Regions from separate parts of the Mus musculus genome. Here all the other regions are linked to region 2. Evidence: chromatin contacts called from public promoter capture Hi-C data. All regions are on one chromosome and are shown on one strand. The core of a region is the stretch at or near the end of the contact, and the rest is flanking DNA. Distances in the headings are between cores, read along the strand shown.

What was found. Promoter capture Hi-C pulls out the DNA fragments that hold promoters and counts their contacts. Capture Hi-C pulls out chosen DNA fragments and counts their contacts.
Region 1: a promoter capture Hi-C map of adipose tissue shows a contact between it and region 2, with 2.1 times the contacts expected there. The contact joins the promoter of Tesk2 here to the promoter of Tmem53 in region 2. A contact is called at or near these places in 2 of 39 promoter capture datasets (liver and pre-B cells), 1 of 115 datasets of contacts at active chromatin or transcription factors (pancreatic cancer cells) and 1 of 9 other capture datasets (adipose tissue).
Region 3: a promoter capture Hi-C map of pre-B cells shows a contact between it and region 2. The contact joins the promoter of Kdm4a here to the promoter of Tmem53 in region 2. A contact is called at or near these places in 3 of 39 promoter capture datasets (the 3T3-L1 cell line, 3T3-L1-derived adipocytes and pre-B cells).

What each region holds. Positions count from the first base shown.
Region 1 is chr4:116,718,748-116,722,620 of GRCm38.p6, reverse strand. It overlaps Tesk2 (testis-specific kinase 2), which reads right to left and starts at 1,666. Exons shown (of 11, transcript NM_146151.4): 1 at 1,365-1,666.
Region 2 is chr4:117,250,096-117,254,052 of GRCm38.p6, reverse strand. Tmem53 (transmembrane protein 53) reads right to left here and starts at 2,102. Exons shown (of 3, transcript NM_026837.3): 1 at 1,919-2,102. The coding sequence starts at 1,979. It overlaps Armh1 (armadillo-like helical domain containing 1), which reads left to right and starts at 2,136. Exons shown (of 13, transcript NM_001145637.1): 1 at 2,136-2,300.
Region 3 is chr4:118,177,513-118,181,516 of GRCm38.p6, reverse strand. It overlaps Kdm4a (lysine (K)-specific demethylase 4A), which reads left to right and starts at 1,474. Exons shown (of 22, transcript NM_001161823.1): 1 at 1,474-1,624; 2 at 3,941-4,004. The coding sequence starts at 3,985.

The sequences.
Region 1 (3,873 bases), core at 417-2,916, 530 kb after region 2:
CTACCCTCAAACAAGCAGAAAAAGAGAGAAAGAAGGCAGATGTGCTGCTCACTGCCGCCTGCCTTCCACTTACTCCTAAATCCGTGGGCTGACCACTGCATTACAACCACCAGATTATCAAAACTGCCTTTGAAAGAAAACAAGTCACTTCCTAATTGCCAGACTCGTGGCTTCACACTCTCCTGCTGCTTGACCTGGGAAGCGCCTGGTATCCCCCTCCCTTCTGGAGACTGTCTTTGGCTTCTGTGATACTGCCACAGTGTTCTAGCTCTCTTCAGTGTCTGTTATCCTCAGCAATGCTGCCTCTGTCCACAGCCCAATTCTCCGCTTTCTGGAGTACTACGAGGGGGTGCTAAGGTTTCAAGTATTCCTATTTAATTCCAATTTATGTCTTTAGAGCCTAACTTAATCAGTTCTATGAGCAACTTTCCACCTCTATTTGAAAAACTCGGGTTGAACTTGTCCACAACCCAACTTATCATTCTTCAGATCTACTTCTTTACATTGTTAGCACCACCAACCCAATACCATAAACCAATGAGAAAGCCCTTATGTAGAAAAGCAGAAAGCAAAAAACCCTCTAAATTCTATTCTAAAATTCTTGGAATTTCATGCCATTCTCTTCATTTTCCACAACTATTCCAGTCCATTCATCCTCTTCTCACGCACAAAACACAGCAGCCTCCTGACTACCTGGGCCTTCTGCCCTCCGGTCTTACTTTCAATCTTTCTTTCACATTTTCCAGAGATAATCCATATCAAACTCCTGCTTACAACCTTCAATGGCTCCGTATGCCTACAAATAAAGTCCAAATTCTTTAACAAGTTTTTCTCAGAGGTTTAAATTAAAAGGTTTTTCAATTGGACTAATCTGGCTTTTATTTCCAACTAAATCAGAATCGTAGTTTAGATAAGAGTCTTCTTCAAAATGAAGGGTAAGAACGTGAATAAAAAGGAGAGAAGTCTCTTAGGATAGGAGTCAGGGTGGTTAGGAGAGATGAGCACGTTTCGGAGGGAATCCAGATCTCAGAGGGAGAAGGGGGCTCGGAGACTAGTGAGGCACACTCAGTAGGGGAACGGGACGTGAAGGATTCCACAACTTCACAAGTGAGGAAGGTCAGACACAAACAACCCTTTTGAGTATAACGTCCAATGGGTTCTTGACCCCTGAGACGAGGTGGGGACTGTCCCGGGACCCGGAGGGAACTGAGAAGGAAAGGGGGAGAGGGGCAAGAGACAGTCCCCGCTTCTTTGAGAATCTCAAGTACAGCACCGGATTGTCCAGTGCTCAGCGACCCATGAGCCAAGCTGCGCGCAGGGCAGGGATGCCGAGCCTTGGTCCCCAGGCACTCTCCCGACGTTACCTGAGGCACAACTGAGCCGCGGAGGGGGCGTCTGCGCCGGCCAGAGGGTAAGGGAGGCAGCGGCCCAGAGCGAGCATAGCAGCTCCCGGCCGCGGCTGTTTAGCCTGCGGAGGAGGTGAGGGTCCCTTGGGCAGAAGCCGGAGATTGCTCAGGGCCAGCGGCGGCGCAGGAGCTGGAGGCTACTGCCATGGCCTTGCGGTCTGAGCTGCTTTCCCCCGCCTACTCGGCGGGGCCCGGAGGCGGATCACCGCTGGGACTGAGAAGGCAGCTGGAAACTCTCGGCTCCCCGCCGGTGAGTGTCTGAAACGCCTGGGGGGCAGGGGGCTGGGGGCGGGGCCCCGTGAGCTCCGCCCCCTCCTCAGGCCTCCCTCAGAGCAGCCAATCAATCGTCAACCTTTGACAAACGAGCTAATAGAGTTGCCCAATTAACGTTAGGAATGCCACGTGGTACGAGGGTGGGCACAATGGGCGTACAGAAAAGCCAATCAGCAACGCTCGGCGCCAACTCTTAGAAGATGAAGGGAACCAATAGGAAGAGAGTGGAGTTAAAAACAGAGGGGACAGTGTGTTGAAAAAGCGGAACCGGAGAGAATTCACCTTGGGGAAAACCTAGTCTAAAGAGTCTCAGAGGGCGGGACACAAGAGAGACCAATCAAACCCCCCCAAACAGAAGCGAATGGTAAATTAATTAAGCCAATTAAACAAGCACTAAACTGGCGCGGCTTTTGAATAAGGTGTTCTGCTGGATCGAATGCAGTGTCCTGCAGGAACGCAGTATATTGACAAGCTAAAATTAGCACATAATTCCTAACAACTTGAGAAAGAGCAGTAAGTATAACTTAAACGAAATGCCAAAGGGAGAGATTGAATTCAGGGAAGGCTTAGAGGATTGGTATCACCAGCTAGATGGAAAGGAGAGATATGAAAGATCTTCGAAGGGAATAACAATTCTACCCAACTGTTCATCAGGTACAGATTTCCTCACACTTTCCATAGCCATGGATCTCAAGGGTTCATAATTTTATAGCTGAACAGACTGCTAAAGAAGAATAAGAGCAGTGGGATATAGGTCTTACTCCCAACGGTTTAGGGGCCTCCCTTCAGAAATCTTTAGCATGTGAGACATAATTAAAATATGTCTAGGAGCCGAGCATGGTGGCGCACGCCTTTAATCCCAGCACTCAGGAGGCAGAGGCAGGCGGATTTCTGAGTTCGAGGCCAGCCTGGTCTACCGAGTGAGTTCCAAGACAGCCAGGGCTGCACAGAGAAACCCTGTCTCGAATAACAAAAAAAAATAAATAAATAAATAAATACTAGGGGCAGAAAGCAATGGTAATGTACCATGTGGTCCAGGGTTCAATTCCCAGCACTGAAAATAATAACACCAATGGAATGTAGTGCTACTGACAGCTGAGTTTATGAAAATGTATAGTAGGAAATAAAATTGCAAGAGGCTGAACATGAGTGGAGTTTAAATAATAAAATTATCTTTTTATTTTAAATGCTGTGTGATTTATCCTTGAACAGAAGCATAACCTAAACAGGGAATTGTTTGAGGAAGAGTAATTAGCTCACAGAATCTCTGAAGGGAGGTACTCAGGCACAGTTCTCTTGGCCTGTTCAGGATCTTTCTGACATAAATTATGTGCTGCCACCTGGTGGCAGTTCAGACCCACTGTTCCACCGTTGTCCTTTAACATTTCTGTTGAAAGATTTGGCACCCTTGCAAGTGTGTCTCCCATAGAGCTTGATACAAACAGTTGATAAATACTACTGGTAGCAATCGGAGCTAATGCCACCATGCCAGATAAATTATCTGCCCAGTGAAAGACAGAGAGAGGCTTGGCGAAAAGGCTTGTGTTAAATGTGGATCTAAATAACAAAAATTTTTTAAATTTGGGGCTGGAGATGCAGTCCATTTGGCAGTGTTAGTATGCACGGCGCCCAGATGTGGTGTCACACTCCTATCAAATCACCATTCAGAAAGTGGAGGCAGGATTTCAGGAGTTCAAGGTCATCCTCAGCTAGATATGGAGTCTAGACCAGCCTGGGACACTTGATACCTGGCCTCAAAATAAAAACTATTAAATAGAGGAAGGAGGAAAAACAACAACACCAAGGGTTCAAGTAGTTACCGTGCAAACCTGAGGAAGAGTCTGTCATCCCAGCACTCCTGGAAGGTGGGAGGCAAAGACCAACACCAGAGCTGCCTCCTAATCCCAACATGTACTCGGTAGCATGAATGTACACAAACAAGCCAGGTATGGTCTACATACCTATAATACCTGGGGTGTGGCGACAGGAGGAACAAGGCCACCTTTGGCTATATAAAGAGTCTAAAGCAAGCCTGGACAACACAGGATTCTGTCATATACACACCAAAATAAATCAATAAAATAAAACTGGGTCTGAAGCTAAGTATGATATCACTGTATCACTTGTAATCCTGGCAATCAGGAGACTCAGGCAGGATGGAAACAAGTTTGAAGCCAACCTGAGCTACAGAGTT
Region 2 (3,957 bases), core at 853-3,352:
CAGAAAACCACAGCTCTCTGCATGGCATCTGAACATGAAACGCTTGAGGTGCCAATAACTAGCCCAAGGCAGGGACACAGCAAAAGCTGAACTGAGCAGAAGGGATGTGAGGCTAATGTGGCTCAATAGGAAGTGCTTTCTAACAATTTCTACAACAGGCCTGGAACGTTAGCTACTGGGAAAGATTAGAGGATATTGGCAATTTCAAGCTCGTTTGGGCTACAGAGTAAGTTCAAGGCCAGTCAAGACAACTGTCATAAAAGGAAGGCTGAGCTGGTGAGTCGGCTCAGCAGGGAGAAGCACTTACTGACAAAGCACAGGACCTGAGCTAGCGCTCCAGCCCACCCAGAAGGAAAAGAGAACCAACTGCTACCAACTGTCCTCTGACCTGTGCACATACACTACGGTGTGCATGCACACACACAAATAAATAAATATGCAATCAAAGTTAATGCGGGCTGAGTATGACACAGTGGTAAAGCACTTGCCTTAGCACGCATGAGGCCCTGCGTTCAATCCCCCAGTCCTGCCTAAATAAATAAGACTGTCTCTACCCACGTGGGGAGAGAGAGAGTCCCTACCCTCCTGGCCTTGCAGAATGGAGAACCAGCCCTTTGCAGCTGATGGTTCTGCCAAGACAGAAATAGTAACTGACTTCATCTAATGCTATTGTCAAAAATTCTTCAAAAGTCCTTTCACATCTATAAGCCCAACGATCCACCTCTAGGGAGAAACAGATAGTGGCAGTCCTTCCTTCGTGCTTTAGGAGATGAGAGGCCCCTGCCCCATCCTAGATAGATTCCAAGCAAGAAACACACAGTGGGACAGGAGGGCATAGGAAGGGAGGCCTGGGGAGACTTTTTTTGTTTTTGGTTTTGGTTTTTTGGTTTTTTGAGACAGGGTTTCTCTGTGTAGTCCTGGCTGTACTGGAACTCACTCTGTAGACCATGCTGGCCTCGAACTCAGAAAACCGCCTGCTTCTGTCTCCCAAGTGCTGGGATTAAAGGTGTGCGCCACCACCACCTGGCTCTGGGGAGGCTTTTGAAGGAAGCACCCCCTAGCTAAACTTTATGATGAGCTGGACAAGTGCGGGGCAGTGGACTGGAAACACCAAAGAGCAGCATTGGCCGACCTGTACTCCAAGCCTCCTCTGCCCCAGTTTCCAAAAGGGACAACCTTCCATTCTCTGGTCCAACAACTTACACTACTTTACAAGCTACTAATCTTAGGAGGCCTCCCACACATCTTTTTTTAATGATATGGCCTTAGGAGGGTTAAACACACACACACACACACACACACACACACGTTAAGTTTAAATGCCAACTACTAAGCTTACTTCCATCAGGATTCATGCCAAGTCCTTTACACAAATAATCTCAGTTGTGCAACCAGCAATTTTTCCTCAGCTTTGCTCCAGGAAAACTAAAATTCAAAGTTGAAAGTTTGCCGAAGGTCATCCAATTACTAAAGGGATAGGATTTCAACAGAATTCCACCCGGCCTAACCGACCATTCTGTTAACCACTGCCAGGGTGAGCTGAGAAGGGCAGGACTAGGCTTGCTGAGTCCCTTGGCTTTTCTGAGGACCAGAGGCTCCCCCAGGAATCCAAACCTCTGCAAAAATGAAGGATGGGCCTAGTCACACTTGCAAATGAGGAGCGAGAATCCAAAACAAAAGAATTAGAATGAACCTTGAAGGGCCTCCAGCTACAAAGGGAAGCAGAACCTTGAGAACCTGTTGTGGAACAGAAAGACCCTCAGTCGACTGGGGGCGGGGCACGGGGGGCGGGGCTGGGAGCGCCCCGCAAGCTCTAGCCAGCCCTGCGGGACCCCCGAAGGGGGCGGGCCGAGGGAGGGCGGGCCGCAGGGTGGGCGGGGCATCGCTGTTAGGTCACCTTCCCAATCCCCCTCCATACTCTGGCTCCAGCAGGGCTGATCCGGGATCTCGATGCTGTAATCCAGCTCGGCCGAGGCCATGGTGAAGGTGCGGGTCTTCAGCACAGGCCTCCCGCCGGAACTCCCGCAGTTTCACCTCGGCGGGGCCGGGACGCCGCCGGGCCACGCCCCTCCCCGCCCACGCCCAGCGCTGTCCAATCCCCGAGCCGCACTCTGTGACCTCCCTGCCTAGCAACCAGGGAGTCGCTTCGCGCCTCGGGCGGCACCCACTAGCCCGGCCCTAGCAACCGCGCCCCGCCCCTACTGTCTTTGGGCCCCAGCAATTGGCTGACTCTCTTGATCTTGGATCAAGTATTGGTCAGTGGGGCAGCGCTCTCGGAGCGACCGCACCCTCCTGTGAAGGTAAGAGTCGGTGGGAGAGTTGAATGAAGTATTACGGGTCTGCAGAGGGCATCTCAGAACTTTGTCTTCTGGTACTTGGTAGAAAACTTGAACTTGCACCTCTAACTACATCTACCTCCATCGCCAGCAGCAGTTCCCAGGCTGGAGGCAGAAAAAACGAACAAAACAGTGTTAGGCGGCGCGTGCCAACGGGTCCTTCTAAACCTGTGGGTTGAGACTGGTTGCCTGACTGGAAAGGGGTCTTCGGGTAATAAGACATGGCCTTTCATGTGTGAGTCCAAGTAGTTTAGACGAGTACAGGAGTACAGCTTTCTTACATTTAGTAAATATTTTCTGAGCTGGGCATAATGGCGCATGCATTTAATTCCAGCTGTGAGGAGTTGAACTCTGTGAGTTTGAGACCATCCTGATCTATCTCCAGGACAGCCAGGGCTACACAGAGACACCCTGTCCAAAATAAATAAATAAACACATACATGCATACATACATAAACAGAAAAAGAAGCTATTTGGGTGATGGGAATGAGTGGGTATGGTGTGTAGGAGACAGAAACCAGGAGGAAAGTATTGAGGGCTGATGATTAATACGGTAAATAAAACCTCAAAGATGGCACTGGATTTACAAAGAAGTTGTTAGCAACCTTTGCAAGTGCCATTCCAGTGAACAAAAGAGTCAGTGGCTTGAGAGTGAGTGGGAGGTGACAGCATAGTGGTATGTCCCTGGAATCCCAGCCAGGAGTCTAAATGCTTCAAGCCATCCTCAGCTACATAACAAGTTCCAGGCTAGCCTATGCTACATGAGACTTGTCTTAAAAGAAAGAGGGGGGATGGAACACTTGCAAGGCAAGTTATTTTGTCATTCGCTGGCAACCGCTAGGAGGTACAGGCTTTTGTTCAGATGAGAGAGATCCAGCAAAGAGATAAAAGATAAAATCACAGGGGAATTGGGTATGTGAAAGCATATGGCCCCCAACCGTGGGGACTCTCACTTTACACTGCTGAGGAGTAACTGGGGAGATGGCTGAGCTAGTGTGAGGAACCAACTTAGACCCCCAGGACACACATAAAGGCTTCGGGGGCGGGGGGGGGGGGCTGGAGAGATTACTCAGTGGTTAAGAGCACTGACTGCTCTTTTGAAGGTCCTGAATTCAAATCCCAGCAACCACATGGTGGCTCACAACCATCTGTAATGAGATCTGATGCCCTCTTCTGAGGTGTCTGAAGACAGCTACAGTGCGCTTAGATATGATAAATAAATAAATCTTTTTTTAAAAAGCTGCGGGGGGGGTGTGGGGGGGCACACAGCTTTCCCAGAACCGAGGAGGCAGAATCAGGCATATCCCAGAGACTTGCTGGCCAGTCACTTTGGCCAAATCAGCAAGATCCAGATTCAGTGGAAAATCCCTCAAAAAAAAAAAAAAAAATGACAAGTGATGGTGAGATGGCTCAGTGACTAAAGGTGCTTGCTGAGCAAGCCTGGTGACCTGCACTCCCTCTGTGAAGTCACAGAAAGGAGGGAGGACAAAGCCAACTCCACACCATTAACCTTTGACCCTCGGCGCTTGTCCTGTGCCATACATATACCCTCTCTCACAAATACATCATCCACACAGTAACAACAGTGATGCTTTTTACAGATTTATTTATTTCATGTATG
Region 3 (4,004 bases), core at 225-2,724, 930 kb before region 2:
CACCACCATGCCCGGCTGCATCTCTCCCTCTTAAGAAAGAGTCTTACTATGTAACTCTGGTTATCCTGGAACTACCTATTCCAGGCTGGCCTCTCATTTTTTTTAAAGCACCCTTTTCATCAGATATGTGCCTAGATATTTAACCCATAGCATTCTATGAAGTATCTCCTTTTAGTTAACATTGGTAAACTCTTGCCATCCATCTCAACTCTCCTGAATTTGTTCCCCTTGAAAAATCCAGGCATGGACGAGAAGTTGTTTAAAAACTTTTTTTTTTTTTTTTTTTTGGTATTTTTTGAGACCGGGTTTCTCTGTATAGCTCTGGCTGTCCTGGAACTCACTTTGTAGACCAGGCTGGCCTCAAACTCAGAAATCTGCCTGCCTCTGCCTCCCAAGTGCTAGGATTAAAGGCATGTGCCACCACCGCCCAGCTTACTTTTTTTTTTTTTAACCTATTTATTTAGTGTGTTTGTGGCGGCGGTGACACTGCAATCCACTAAAGTCAGAGGACATCTTGTGAACTTGTATTGATTCTCTCCTTCAACAGCTTACCTCAGATCATAAGACTTGTGCCTTTCCTCTCAGTCATCTCTCTGTACCGAAGGGTTGGTTTTGAAAGCAGTTCAAACACAATACAACTCTTCTTCCCGGTGCTATCGGGAATTTTGCTCATGTTTTATGCCCTAGTGAGTTCTCCTCCTTATTTGACTTATAAGGGTGTTAACCTCTCTTTCTTCATCGTCCTTGACAATCTGGGAACTCCTTAAGGCTGCTCACAGCCTCTCAGGAACTGCTCCTAATGACTTCTAGGGATCCTGTTCGGCCCCCTGAAGTGCCTTTAATGATTCTTAGAATCACCCTGTTCGCTCCAAGAGCTGCTAATGACCCCAAATTTTCGCTCAAGGGGAGCCGCTTTTAAAAAGCCTCAGGGATATCTTCCTTCAGGATCTGTCCTAATGACCCCCCAGGGCTCCTTCTCCTGGAGCAGATCTTTACCTAACCCGCCTTGCCAGCAGGCGAGGGGCTTCTTAGAGAAGAGAGTCAAACTGAGAGTACTGGGCAAACTTGGACATGCTGGTCACGTTCTCTGAACTCCTTGACTTTAGAAACTTTCCCGGAGGTCTTCCATCGCCTTTATATCTTAGGCAAAGGAGTTACTCCAAGAAAATTAGGCTTATCCTTTCGCTAGAAACATCCTATAACCACCTGCTCGCCCTTCCCCATAACCGGCTAGCCCATTTCAGGGTATTCGCTTCTTTCTACCCAGCTTAACTATGGAGATCTGAGTCAGCCTCTGATAGGCTAACTCTGGATCCAGCCCTGATGCTCAGTGGCCCCAGTCCCCGGAGGCTCAGCGTTTTCTCCTGGCAACAGCTCGAGACGACGCTCATAGGCTAAGCGGACTCGTAGTTCCAGACGCCGAGTCGGTGTAGTGAGTGTTCATTGGTTAGCTGAGGACCTAAAGCCATTCTTGGGTTGGTTGACTATGGGCTCTGTGAGGCTGCGCAGAGTCAGACTTTAAAGGAGGCGGAGCTCTGTCTTTCGCCCTCAAGAAAGACAGTGGGATCGGCGAGTGGCGACAACAGCAATCGGGCCTGAGCCCTGCTAGGGCTTTAGGCTCCAGGTGAGAGCCATCGGGTTTTGGATTCCCCAAGGGGTTGATGCTGCCAAAACCCTTGGCCGTGAGCTCCAGTGGGGGAGGGTGGTGAGGTGGGTCTTTCTGTGCTCTGTGATCGACATGGGGTTTGAGCAATAGAGAAAGGAGCTTCTAAAATAAGTTTTGCGATTGGTTCTTTCCAATCTCTAGTGGCCAATGGGCGTCGGGAGAGGGGGGCGGGCCCACTGGGCCTTATTTTCTTCTTCCTGCGGCCGGGCCTCCCTCGCCTAGGCGGTGGGGCCGGGAGGGGCAGTGTCTGTAAGTGGTGTGTGGGGACACTGGGAACCGGGCTGCCTTTGGAGGGATGCCGCGGGGGTGGCTGCGGGGGCGGAGAGTGCGGGAGTTTCAGGTCACTGTTAGCAACAGCTGCCTTTATGGAGTGCTTACCGGGCCTAGCGTTTAGGGCTCGCTTGCATCATCTAAGTTAATCATACGATCCATCAAGGCAGGGGTTTGGGGTCCCCATTTTGCAGGTGGAGAAACTGAGACTCATCCAGTCCATTCACACAGCCAAGGTGTTAAAAAGTGACAGAGATCAGACCGGTATTCAGAGTTTTCACTCTAGAGCCGAAGGTTTAGCTCCCGGTACTCTTTGCTTTGTTGCTGAAGGCGGACGGGAAGGTGCCCCAGACCAGATTTCCCCAAGGGAATAGATCGCGGGAATGGAACCCTAGAGTTAAAGTAATGGGATGATCCGCTAAAGTGAGCAGAGGATATGAGTTATTCAGCAGTTACTGAGTGCCTACTTTGTGGCGAGCATTGTTCTAGCTTCTGGACACACAAAGATAAACAGAGCTAGAGGCAGATGAAGCAACATTGTGACCACCTTTGAAGCCCAGGGGAGGAGCCCCAGTCTGATATTTATGATACCTTTTTGTAAAAATTTCAAAAGTAGAATATATTGAAAATTTCCTTTTAAAAGGAAAAGTCTCCTAAATTGAATAGGCTTCAAGTTCCTCCACACTTTCAGAGAAGTCTTAGTTCATGTAAGTATTAGAGCTGAGGTAGCAGAAAGTGGTAGAAGATGCTTTAGAGGGGGCACTTTGGATACATTTCCTGGTATGTAAAGCAGGGATAACAGTATATCTTTTATGCAAAGTTAATGAAAAATGCCTAGCCAGAAATCCCTCCCTTGGAGTGGAATGGAAACCCAAGAGTTACCATGACAGGGTTTCTGTTTAATGCCCTGGAGTTTGCCTCCATGCTGCTTCCCAAAACCCATGCTAGGTTGTGGGCAGGTTGTAGGCAGCTTTCTCCTGTATAGTGAGTAGGACTGCCAGTGGCTTTGAGGAAACAGAACTCCTGGGCTGTGAGTGAGGAGGTCCAGTGAAGGACATACCAGTTTTGCTTCTAAACTGGCTCCTTTTTAGCATGCATTGTCTTTTTCTGGTTGTGGCGATTGTGGCGATCTGTTGTATTACCAACACTGGGTTTAGGCTCTGCCCACTTACTTGAGGACCTCATCCAAAAATGTCTATGTATTTTCTCCCGGCAGTTGGGGAGTGTGCCCTGTATTGCCAGCTCATTGCCTGCTTTCAGTGCAGTTGAGCCATCGGAGTTCATTGAGTACTGCTGAAACCATTTTGATTTAGATAGAAGAGTTTCCCTTCAGTGTTTTAAACTCCTAACATACTGTTACTATCAAAGTACTTTTAAAACTTGAACCCCCTGAAGCCTTAGAGTCTGCAGCTAAGTGACTTCTCAGTGGTTTAGAATCTTGTGATGCCGTGCTCCAGAAAACAGCCCATAGGAAGCTTTTTAGAAGCTCTGGCTGTCCTAGAACTCATTCTGTAAACCAGGTTGACCTGCCTCTGCCTCCTGAGTACTGGGATTAAAGGAGTGTTACCACCACCACATTATTCCCCTTGACCAGGTGTACTCATTGTAGATGTTGGATTACTAACTCTACATCCTGCCTTCTTTCTCCCTCGTGCTGGGCTGCTGGGCATCTTCTGGTTTCCTCGGGTTCTTTTTTTTTTTTTTTTTTTTTTAAAGATTTATTTATTTATTATATGTAAGTACACTGTAGCTGTCTTCAAACAATCCAGAAGAGGGAGTCAGATTTTGTTACGGATGGTTGTGAGCCACCATGTGGTTGCTGGGATTTGAACTCCGAACCTTCGGAAGAGCGGTCGGGTGCTCTTACCCACTGAGCCATCTCACCAGCCCCCTCGGGTTCTTTTTAAACGGAACAGATTCTGCTTGTCCATCTAGTCCATTTAAATAAGCATTGTAGTAGGGGGCAGTTCCTTGTCACTTACTTTTGTTCTCTTAACACTTCAGGTTTTTATCCTAGCAAAATCGGCCTCAAAAACAGAGAAGACAAGATGGCTTCTGAATCAGAAAC